2 separate regions of the Mus musculus genome follow, and region 2 is linked to region 1. Evidence: chromatin contacts called from public HiChIP or PLAC-seq data. All regions are on one chromosome and are shown on one strand. Each heading gives the region's core, a stretch centred on a gene start, on an enhancer-like site or on the middle of the called end of the contact. The rest is flanking DNA. Distances are from core to core; before and after follow the strand shown.

The links. HiChIP or PLAC-seq counts read pairs in DNA pulled down with a chosen protein or histone mark.
Region 2: a contact with region 1 is called in a RAD21 HiChIP or PLAC-seq map of pro-B cells, with 2.0 times the contacts expected there. The contact joins the enhancer-like site here to the promoter of 1700019J19Rik in region 1. A contact is called at or near these places in 1 of 15 datasets of contacts at CTCF or cohesin (pro-B cells), 3 of 484 Hi-C or Micro-C datasets (granulocyte-monocyte progenitors, nephron progenitors and pre-B cells) and 1 of 115 datasets of contacts at active chromatin or transcription factors (CD8 T cells).

The regions. Positions count from the first base shown.
Region 1 is chr9:14,088,181-14,093,086 of GRCm38.p6, reverse strand. It overlaps 1700019J19Rik (RIKEN cDNA 1700019J19 gene), which reads right to left and starts at 3,010. Exons shown (of 4, transcript NR_166640.1): 1 at 2,626-3,010.
Region 2 is chr9:14,145,246-14,150,151 of GRCm38.p6, reverse strand. Gm39292 (a long non-coding RNA gene) reads left to right here. Exons shown (of 3, transcript XR_870548.1): 3 at 3,670-3,952. Among named protein-coding and RNA genes, the nearest start is that of Gm39292, 4.9 kb to the left of the region's middle. Within about 2 kb of position 2,876, at least 34 of the 459 cell types and tissues checked have an H3K27ac peak or open chromatin away from gene starts, as enhancers often do. A contact at or near this core is called in granulocyte-monocyte progenitors and pro-B cells, where this site is marked.

The DNA.
Region 1 (4,906 bases), core at 1,761-4,260:
TCACCATAGTGGTATATCTGATTCTCTGTTTCCTGTATGGTTTTGGCTGGGTAGAACCTCTATGAGTTTTAGATGTGCCAATCTAATGATTGTGGGCTGTTGGAGGTGTTAAGAATGGAATCTGGTGTGAAGGCTAAGGAGACTGTCTGACCTGGGTGACCTCAGAGTTGAGGTCAGTAACCCTGAAAATACCTTACGCATTCCTGGGAAAGTGGGTTGTTGAACTGATTTTTAATATTCAATTTTGGGGAAGTGTAATATGACAAAATTAGAGAAAATTCTTCCAAAGCTACTAAAGAACCATATAGTCTGGCCTGGCTGTGTCTGCATTAGCCAAAGGAGTATGTCCAGGTTATATAAGCCATCTAATCCCTGTTTCTTCTTCAGGAGAGTGGAGCTGAGAGCACACACCATGTGAGTGCAATGGGAAACACACAGCGTAGTCTATATTCTGGCCAAATGGCATTAGAAGTTTAGATCCAGGAAAGCCCAAGTCAGCCATGTGGTGCCTGTATGTGAAGAAAGTAGGGATCTGTGGTATAAATCTGAAATTTCCCACAGGCTCATGCCTTTAACACTCACTCCCAGCTGGTGGTGCTATTTCAGAGAATACAGAGCCTTTAGGAGGTGTGGGCTAGCTGGAAAAGGTAAGCTAGAGCCCAGCTTTGGGTTTTGGTACTCTTTGCTTTCTTGTTTACTACCATGTGAATGGATTCCGCCATGTGCCCCTTCTTACAGAGTCCCTGCATCATGTCTCCCCATCTACAGTGGGCAGAATCCATGAGCCAAAGCCCTCCCTCCTAAGTTGTTTCTGTCACATCCCCTAAGTCGCATGGACACAAACGTCATCCATACACAGAACACTAGCTGATCTACCTGAGCGTTCAGCACCAGAAGCCTGTCTTGTTAGTCTAAAATACCCAGTTCTGTTGTATACTAGACGGTGGCCATTGCTTTGAGTTCCAAGTTTCCTAATGTAAGAAATGTAAACTAAAATATTGCCCGAATGGCCAGTGTGTCTTGATAGGCAAGTTAGTGTATGATGGCAGAAGCTTTGTGGACACACACAGCAAACTTCTTTCCTAGTCTACATCTAGTTGCCAGCAGACACTTCCCAATCCCCAGGAATCCAAATAAGGTTCTGCAACTCTCTGATCCAGGGTAAGTGGGTTCAACTGATTTTATTTTTTCTGTATAGTGCCCCTTTCTCATCTGCTAGGTGGTTGCACAGGACTCAGGACTGAAGTACAGTCATCACGGAAGCCACAGCCAGGAGGAAATGAGCCTTGGTCCATGAGGAATACACTACTCCTCCTCCTCTCCTGACAACCGTGTTGGATTACAGTCTGGACTATTGGAATTGTAGCATGATTTGTACAAACAATCCCCTCTGACGTGTTTGTTCTCTGGAGTCCCCTGGCCTGGTAATTCCTGAGTCAATTTCAGTTATCGCCATGGTGGCGGTTATTATGGACTCCTTAGAAATGACAAGTGTTGGATAGAACATTCTGTTTTCTCTCTAAGTAGAACATACTTCTAGAATCTCTGAATCCTCTGGAAATAGAAATGAATCATTTGTTCACACATTTACTCCACATACAAACATTCAATGGGCACATGCTCTGTATACAATCTTGTCAGTTGAAGAGAGATAGAGAGATAATAATAGCTCTTGGGACCTCAGGCTTCTCAGAGAGGCTGGCCTACGACTAGCAGAAGGTAGAATGAAAGTGTGCCTGAACTCTCTCCCTCTCCGTCTCTCCCTTTCACTTCCTCTGTCTCTCCCTCTCTTGCTCTCTTTCTCTCTGACATCAAAGCTGTGGCTTCTGACAGAATCTTTAAGAGGCCATTCAAACTGCTTCCACTGTACTCAGGGTAGATCTGTGGAGAAGTTTGCTGGGCTCTGGGACAAACTCCCCTCGACTTTCTCTGCTCAAGGAAAAACAGGAGGGCTCACAGGAGCTCACTGCCATGAAAAGCAAATGTGTTAAGAGGTTGTTGCCCTGTGGCCTCTAGGAGCCTTCCATCCCCTTTGTCCTCACTGCTTCTCCATGACTGTGCCTTGTCCATTCCTTCTGGAACACATTGTTACGTCCTCTTTTCCAATGGCAGGGGCTGTGCTGAGGTAGAGCTGGTTCCCTTCTACCTTGCTCCTTCCCCACCTGGAACTCAGCTCTCCTCTTTGTAGGGAATTTCGAGCACTGAATAGGCAGCAGCCCCCTCCATCCTCACAGAGAGCACCAACAGACCTGGGGTCTCACCATGGTCATCCAGAACCCATGTAAACCTTCATGAACCTTTTCAGCAGGGCTTCTAGACAGCTGGACTTGACCCAGGAGGGAAACAATCTCTAGGCATCTTTGGTAACAGCCATCACTTTCCACCCCCACAAATTTATTTTTAAATCACTCTGAGATATGCATGATGATAAGCAATGTGTGGGTGGAATGATTGCTGTTAGTCAGGTGCCTCTTCTTTCAGGAAGTGCTCTGTAAATATCTTGGGGCTGAAGTAGACCCTCCCGCTGCTGAGCCCCTCTCACCATCCATCCAAGAGAAGCTTTCTCCTTTAGGGTCTCTTTCTCCTGCATGTATAACCTGGAACTATGCGCCAGTGTGAGTTTACCTTCTCCATCTCTCCACTCCGGAGTAGGCGACTCCAGATAGGACTGTGGAGTCCTCCATGATGACAAGAGACCTGTCCTGGAAGACCTTCTGGGAAACCCAGCGGAAGAGCCGTGGACTTGTTTGTGGATAACTGGTTGGCTCAGAGGATTCCAAATCCCAACCATGAATTTTTCCTTCTGAACCTATCATTAGGTCTGATTTTGTGCCAAACCAGTTCTGAAGCAAGACAGTGTAAGCAAGCCTGTTCATTCACTGTTATTTTTAGGGCAGATCTGTTTCTCATTGACTGGGGCCCACTGGGCCCCTCCCTTGCTTTGTCACACTCAGGACAGTCAGCTTGGCAGCACACCAAAGACCATGCTTGCCCAGAGGTGCCCTCGCCTGCCTCTCCTGACTGGCGGGTACCGGCCTGAGCTAAAGCTGCCTTTGTTTTGTCACAGTGGGTTATTTTTTCTTGGGCTTGGATGGCTCAGCAAAAGTTATTGGACGCTCTGCAGGGTACAAGCGCCGAGCAGCACAGTTTATATTGGAACTGGTGTACACTGTTCTAGTATTCGTGGGCAGGGGGAAGGGTCACACACAAGTCAGTGCTGTCTGATTCTTAAGCTAGGAGCCCTTCCGCAGTAACAGTAGTGCTGATAGGAACAGATGAGCAGGGGGAGCAGATGAGCGGGGGAACCAATAAAGCATAGAACAGACACTTGCTTGTCTTCAGCAGTAGCCACCCTCAGGCATCATGGGGGTGGGGGACGAGAGACAACAAAAAGAAAGTGATATTTAAATCAGGTCAAACACAGCTACCACCTCTTCCTCCCCTCCCTCCTTGCTCCCCCAGCCTGGAATCCTCTGTCTGCTCTCATCTTCTGTGACATCAGCTGTCTCCTTTGCCACAGAGAGTGTGGAATTTGAGCTTTCATGCCTGGCTTAATTTGCTCAACCTAATGAGCTCTGCTTCCGCCCCCGCTGCCACCCATTCTTTTCCTGGCTGCATAGTATTCTGCTGCATGCACGGACCGTGCTTTTCCTATCTATCTATCAGGTAATGAGAACTGAAGCCGTTTCCATCTGTTCGTGGACACTGTGACCGATAACCCAGGAGCACAGGAGTTGATTTAATGTCCTTTATATGTTTGTTCATATTGATATTATGCAATGTTTATATTAATGAAAATACCACTTGATATTCCATTAATGTGTTCAATTTTATATTTTTTTTAGCTAAAGTTAGGAGGTCAATCTAATTTAAACTTAAAAAGAAATAGTAATAAGACAGGAGAGATGTCTCCATGGTCAAGAGCACTGAATACCCTTCTCAAGGACCTGGGTTTGATTCCCATCACCCAAATAGTGGCTCATAACCATCTGTGTATAACTCCAGTTCCTAAGGATCTAACACCCACCCCAAGCATCCATGGATGCACAAACATATGTACAGACAAAACACCCATTCAAATAAAATAATATTGGTATTAATGCGTGCGCGCATACACACACACACACACACACACACACACTGCTTCAGTGCTTCTGTGGGCCTGCTTTCCCCTCAGGGTCTCCTCTTTCATCTGTGTCCTACTTTAAGTGTCTGCAGAGCTGTCTACAACTCCTGACATTCCTTTCTCAGAATTCCCAGGGACTTCCCTCCAAGACTGTGTGTCTTCCTGTCCTCCATCCTCAAGGCTGCTGAATTCCTGGGAATGATCAAATACGCATGTACCAAGAACCTCACACAGACTATGAGGTCAGTGAAGTCAGAGGAGCAACTTCATCCTAGCCCAGCCTCAAGTACTTTCTGGGGTGGGAGGGGGTGGAGGCGGGGGAAGAGGGACTGTGGGGTGGAGTGGGGATGGGGGTCACTTACTATTGTTCTCATCTGGCTCTGAGTCTGTCTTCCTATGTGCCTCCATGTGAAGCCATCTTTTAACTCCCTTCTCCTCTTGACACTATATAGAAAGGGCATCCCCCAGGCTTGTCCCTGGGACCATGTGTGCAGATACTTAGGTAACACTTTACAAATTAAAAGACCCTTTTCTAACCCTCCTTCTATAGAAGCCTCTTTCCCAACAATCCCGTGAGCTCACACTGGAGTTCAGACAGTTTCTGGTAGTGCTAGGCCTTAACTCTAGCTTGTTTCACTCCACATTCAGGTCCTTCTGTCTCTCAGGGACAGCCAGAATGTTGCAGAATGAGGACCAGGAAGAAGCAGCTGGGTCTCTGAAGCCAGTGGTGTTCTGGTAAGAAGATCTGAGGGTGTGGATGGCAGGACTGGGAGCGATGCA
Region 2 (4,906 bases), core at 1,627-4,126, 57 kb before region 1:
TGTCCCCGAGTATGTGTGCACATGGCCTCAACTAGACCATCTAGGAAGGGGGTGGCCTCAGAGCCCAGAGGTCCCGAGAAGAGGACTGGACACCCAGAGGAGAAACTTCATCAGAAAGCCTGTGTTCCTGGAAGGGTTTCCTAGAGGGAGAATTGAGGCACCTCACACAGGAATGAGACATGGCCCACCAGTCCCCCGACTTCCTCTTCCAAGTCACTTCCTAACTCTTCTAAGAGAACAGGGTACCTGGCTTTATAAGCTCAGACATGGTCAGCCTGTGAGGTGACATTTTCTTTGAAAACACTGTCATTTTTATTTTTTTCCATTACTTGTTTGGAGACAGGGGTTAGCTCCTGCCTCCGCTGCCCTTGCTGTCACCCTGTTTCTACCACCAAAGTGCTGGCATGGCAGGGATGAGCCACCATGCCTACTTTTTATTTTAATTCTTAATTTATTGGTGGTGACAGTAGCAATTGCACGTGTCAAAGATTATCTTCTTTATTGTGTTTGAGTGAAGCTGTACCATATAAACATACTGAGTAGTGAAATGGTACAAAAACACACCATATGATTCATGCCCCACCATGTCCTTCATATCTCAATCTAAGCGGACACCGTCCAGGTTACTTATTCATATGAACATGCATGCACACATGTGAGGCAAGGATTACCAGTTCCATAAAAATGGAAGCTGTCGTGGGCAGCAGTTAATGTAGAGCTCCTAGCGGTCAGAGTTGATTGAATAAGTGACTTTGATTGCAGGTTCTGCCCTGAATGAGACATTAGTATCAACCCTGCCCAAGGCTATGGGACACACACACACACACACACACACACACACACACAGAGAGAGAGAGAGAGAGAGAGAGAGAGAGAGAGAAGACAGAGACAGAGACAGAGCATACACACACAGAGAATAATAAATACATTTAACATAGTTAAGTATGTTGGTGTTTTACTATTGGTTTTATATCTCTAACTTATGTAAAAAAATCATTTCCCTCTAATATAATAGAGTTTCCTATATTTCTTTGTACTGTATAATTTCTTAATTAACCCTTTGTTCCATTTGGAATTATATTCTGTGAGCAGTGAATCCTAGGAGTCTGTTTCTTCTAGGTAAATCCTCAGCGAGGTCAGCAGCAGCAGTTAAGGTCTGCTTCCCTCCTGGATGGGTGTGCCTGTCTCTCCTGGATGGGTGTGCCTGTCCCTCCTGGATGGGTGTTCCCGTTGCCCTGTAATCCATTCCTATGTATACCAGGGCTTTTCTGAATGTTTTACTCTAGTCCACTCATCTGAGCCAATACCAGAATATTTTTTTGTAATGATTTTATGTGGTATCTGATAAGGCAGTAATCCTGCTCCTCCCCCCTTCCCCTTCTCTCCCCCCCTCTACTTCTCCTTTTCCCCCTCCCTTCCCCCTCCCCTTCTTCTTTCCCCTCCCCATCCCTTCCCTCTGGTCCCCTTCCTTTCTCATCCATTTCCTCTTCCTGTCCTGTCCTTCCCTTTCCCCCTTCCCCCATCTCCACTTTTCTTCCTTTCTGTTCTGACATGTTTTTCCCCATAAGAAACTCAAACTTATTTTGCGAATTTGTTAAACATTTGATTCTCATTGGGTTTGCATCCATTTTGTGAGGATGATTATGGTAAAGATAAATATATAATCCCATTAATAATGTGGTATATTAGTCACTAGTTCTGTATTATCGATAAGATCTCCTAGTTTAGTTGGCTGCTGACCATCTTTCTCTCTTGTTAAATTGGTTTGCAGCTGGTGCTGATTTGATTGGTAGTATCAATTTTATTGACACTGTGAATGGGCTGTTCGTCACGTTGACTTTTAATACTTAATTTATAGTGGCTCCATCTGTCCCATCCAAGGCTGCCATGGCTTTAGTGCCTCTCAGGGAACCCCTCCACATAGACACCTTCTCTGCCTGGCCACTCTCACTGGGACTGAAAGTCTTTTACTTTCTTCTTCTCATGCTCCTGATACCTCCTGCCAGTTAGAATGTTTCCCTGTATCCAAGGAGAAAGGCACCATCCTAGGTGTGAGCCACGTCCTCCACCGTTGGCAGTTTGCCCTCCCTAGGGACCTCCTGGACTATGTGTTTTAGGAGGTCCCTGAGAAGCAAGGGAAATGGCCTCCGCTAATTCCATGCCTTATCTTGCATTCTGGTCCCCAGTCCCTGCTTGACTCAGAATGTTCCCGAGTCACTCTTGCTCAGCCTTTGGTGGCCCTGTTCCTCCCTGGGGACCTTTGCAAAACTTCCCAGCTGCAGGAGACAGGAATCCAGAGCAGCTTCCTTTTCTCTTGGCTGTCAAGTTTTTCTCTCCTGAATGAAAGTATAACTTGCTGTCTCACATCTGTGCTTTGATTCTCCTGAGAACTTCAGGATTCCTAAGAGAACCATTAGAGCAGAAAGCAAATGTGTTTCTTTATATGAAAACTAAAAAGCTTGTGGTTGGAGTGATGGTTCAGTGGGTAAAGGGTTTGTCACGCAGGCACAAGGACCTGAGTTCTAGTACTGAGAACATAGTAAGCAGCCAGGCACTGCGGCGTACATAGATGAGCCCAGTTCTGGGGAGGGGACGTTATGAGATCCCTCGGCTTGCTGCCTCCGGTTCTGACATTCACTGCTTGGGCACTCCCAGACGTCTTGTCCTCTCTTCTGTCCAGACTTCTTTCCTTACCCCATCAGTCAGTCGGGTGTTGGAGACTGTCCACCCACCTTCCACATCCAAGAGCTGCTGAGCCTTTCCCATCACACGTCACAAGAACACAATGTGTTGAGGATTCACACACATTTCCCGAGTCAGATCTCTGGCAGTTAGTAGAAGAGGAAGTCAAAAAGAAAACCCAAGCGGCTGTGCAGCCGAGGTAGACGAACCAAAGCCAGGCCCCACGCCACATCTGCCTGTGCTGTCTCCACCATCTCTGTTCTGCTTTTGCTTTTGTGGGTGGGAGATGCTTGATGCTAAAGGACTTTGACACCAAGCCTGATGACCCAAGTTCAACCACCAGAACCCACATGGAAGAAGGAGAGCACTGATTCTTAAAGTTCTCTGACCTTCACACACGTGTCATCTTATCTCTATAAAATAAATACATAAATAAACAAATGAATAAAATTTAAGTAAATGTATAACTTTATTGATTTATAAATTGTATATAATTATATAAGATTAAAACTATATAAAATTTATAATTAAAATTAAATATGTAAATAAACAAATAAATAACATTTATATTTATTTATTTAGTGGTGTTGGCATTTGAACCTTGGACCTTGAAGATACTAGGCAAGTGCTCTACCACCAGGCAGTGTCTTTAGCCTTCATTTTGGCCTCTGGTTTTCAGAAAGGATCTTGTTGCCCAGACAGGCTTGAACTTGGAATCCTCCCTCAACCTCTTGAGTAGCTGAGATTATAGATATGCAACTTCCAGGCCTGGTTCCATGACTGTCTTAATACATCTAGAATTGACAGTTAATCTGAATTTGCAGCCCATCCTCTTACCTTAGAATTCTGAGCTGAGCCTTGTGGCATAACCTGCTGTCTTCTAGTACTTTTTTTTTCAGGTGATGAAACTGACTCCTTCTTGTTGAGATTATTAGCAAGGCTATCACTCTGCTGTTTAACTACCTCTGTTTTGCGTTTGTTTTATAGCTTGAGGTGTGGAAGCCCTGAGAGCTTACATGGAAAGGCAAGGAAAACGGACAAACAGATGTGTGCACACCTGTACTGCCAGCTCTCCACAGAGGCTCACACCTTACTGCAGCTCTTGGGAAGTTCAGGCAAGATGATTATCATGAGTTCGAGGTTAGCTTGAGCTGCATGGTGATTTCCATATCTGCCTATACATACCAATATGCTGTTGAAAACAAAAGAAGGGGCAGGATAGTGAGGCCCTCAGCATCATATTCATGTTATAAATTGAGCATTAGCACTGGTAAGAAATCCAATAAAATGAAAACCAATGAAAAAACCAAGACAATAAAAAGTTAGAGCTGACCATTTCCTTAGGCTTCAGTTTAGATTTTGAGTTGTGTTTCATTTGCAGATTTGCATATTTATCTCCTCTGTATTTGGTCTGTAAATTCATTTTGACTTCTATTTATATAAAAGCCTCATCTTAAGGAATTTATATCTATTTGCTTTTGCTCATATTTAAGTAACACCAATCATATAAATATTGGTTCCCTGGAGATATTTTCTTATGTAAGGTTTTATCGTGGATAAATCCTTACCCATACCTTCCTGGGTCTCCCACTGCCCTATGGAGCTGACACTGTTGTCCAATTTGCCGACTCAATATTAATTACTCTTGAAGGAAAAGGGCTGGGGTAGAGACTGCCCATAGGAATAGACATGAAAAGTGATGATGTCAGGCAAATCAGAGTCTAGTTCAAAACCGAGGTCTGCTTCATGGAGACATGCTCCTTTTTTGGAAAGGAGACTTACTTTATACCATCAGCAGAAACTGCTATTGTTGTGTTATCTGTCTCATTTTAGGACATAACAATTTTTAAAGCAATTCCTTCCAGAAATCTATTGCAGCAAGTCTGTTATGACAGGCAGCACCCAAGTCATGCTTAGGGTAATGGTCAGATAAAGTTTTCATCTTCAGTCACCAGAATCAGTGCAGATGGATCTTGGGAAAGCTCAGGATAGGAAGAGCAGAGAAGACATGAAGGCCAAGGAAGATAGAGGTGTGAATTCAGACCAGAGCCCGAGGAGGATTTCCACTCGGGAAGAGAAGTGGAAGGAGTAAGAGGAGGAAGAGATGGAAGAAGTTTAGGAAGGAAAGAGGAGGCGGAAGAGGAGGAGGAGATGGAAGATGAAGAGGAAGATGGACTGATTATGTTTACAGTCTTGGCAACTTGATAGCCTAGAAGTCTCACTA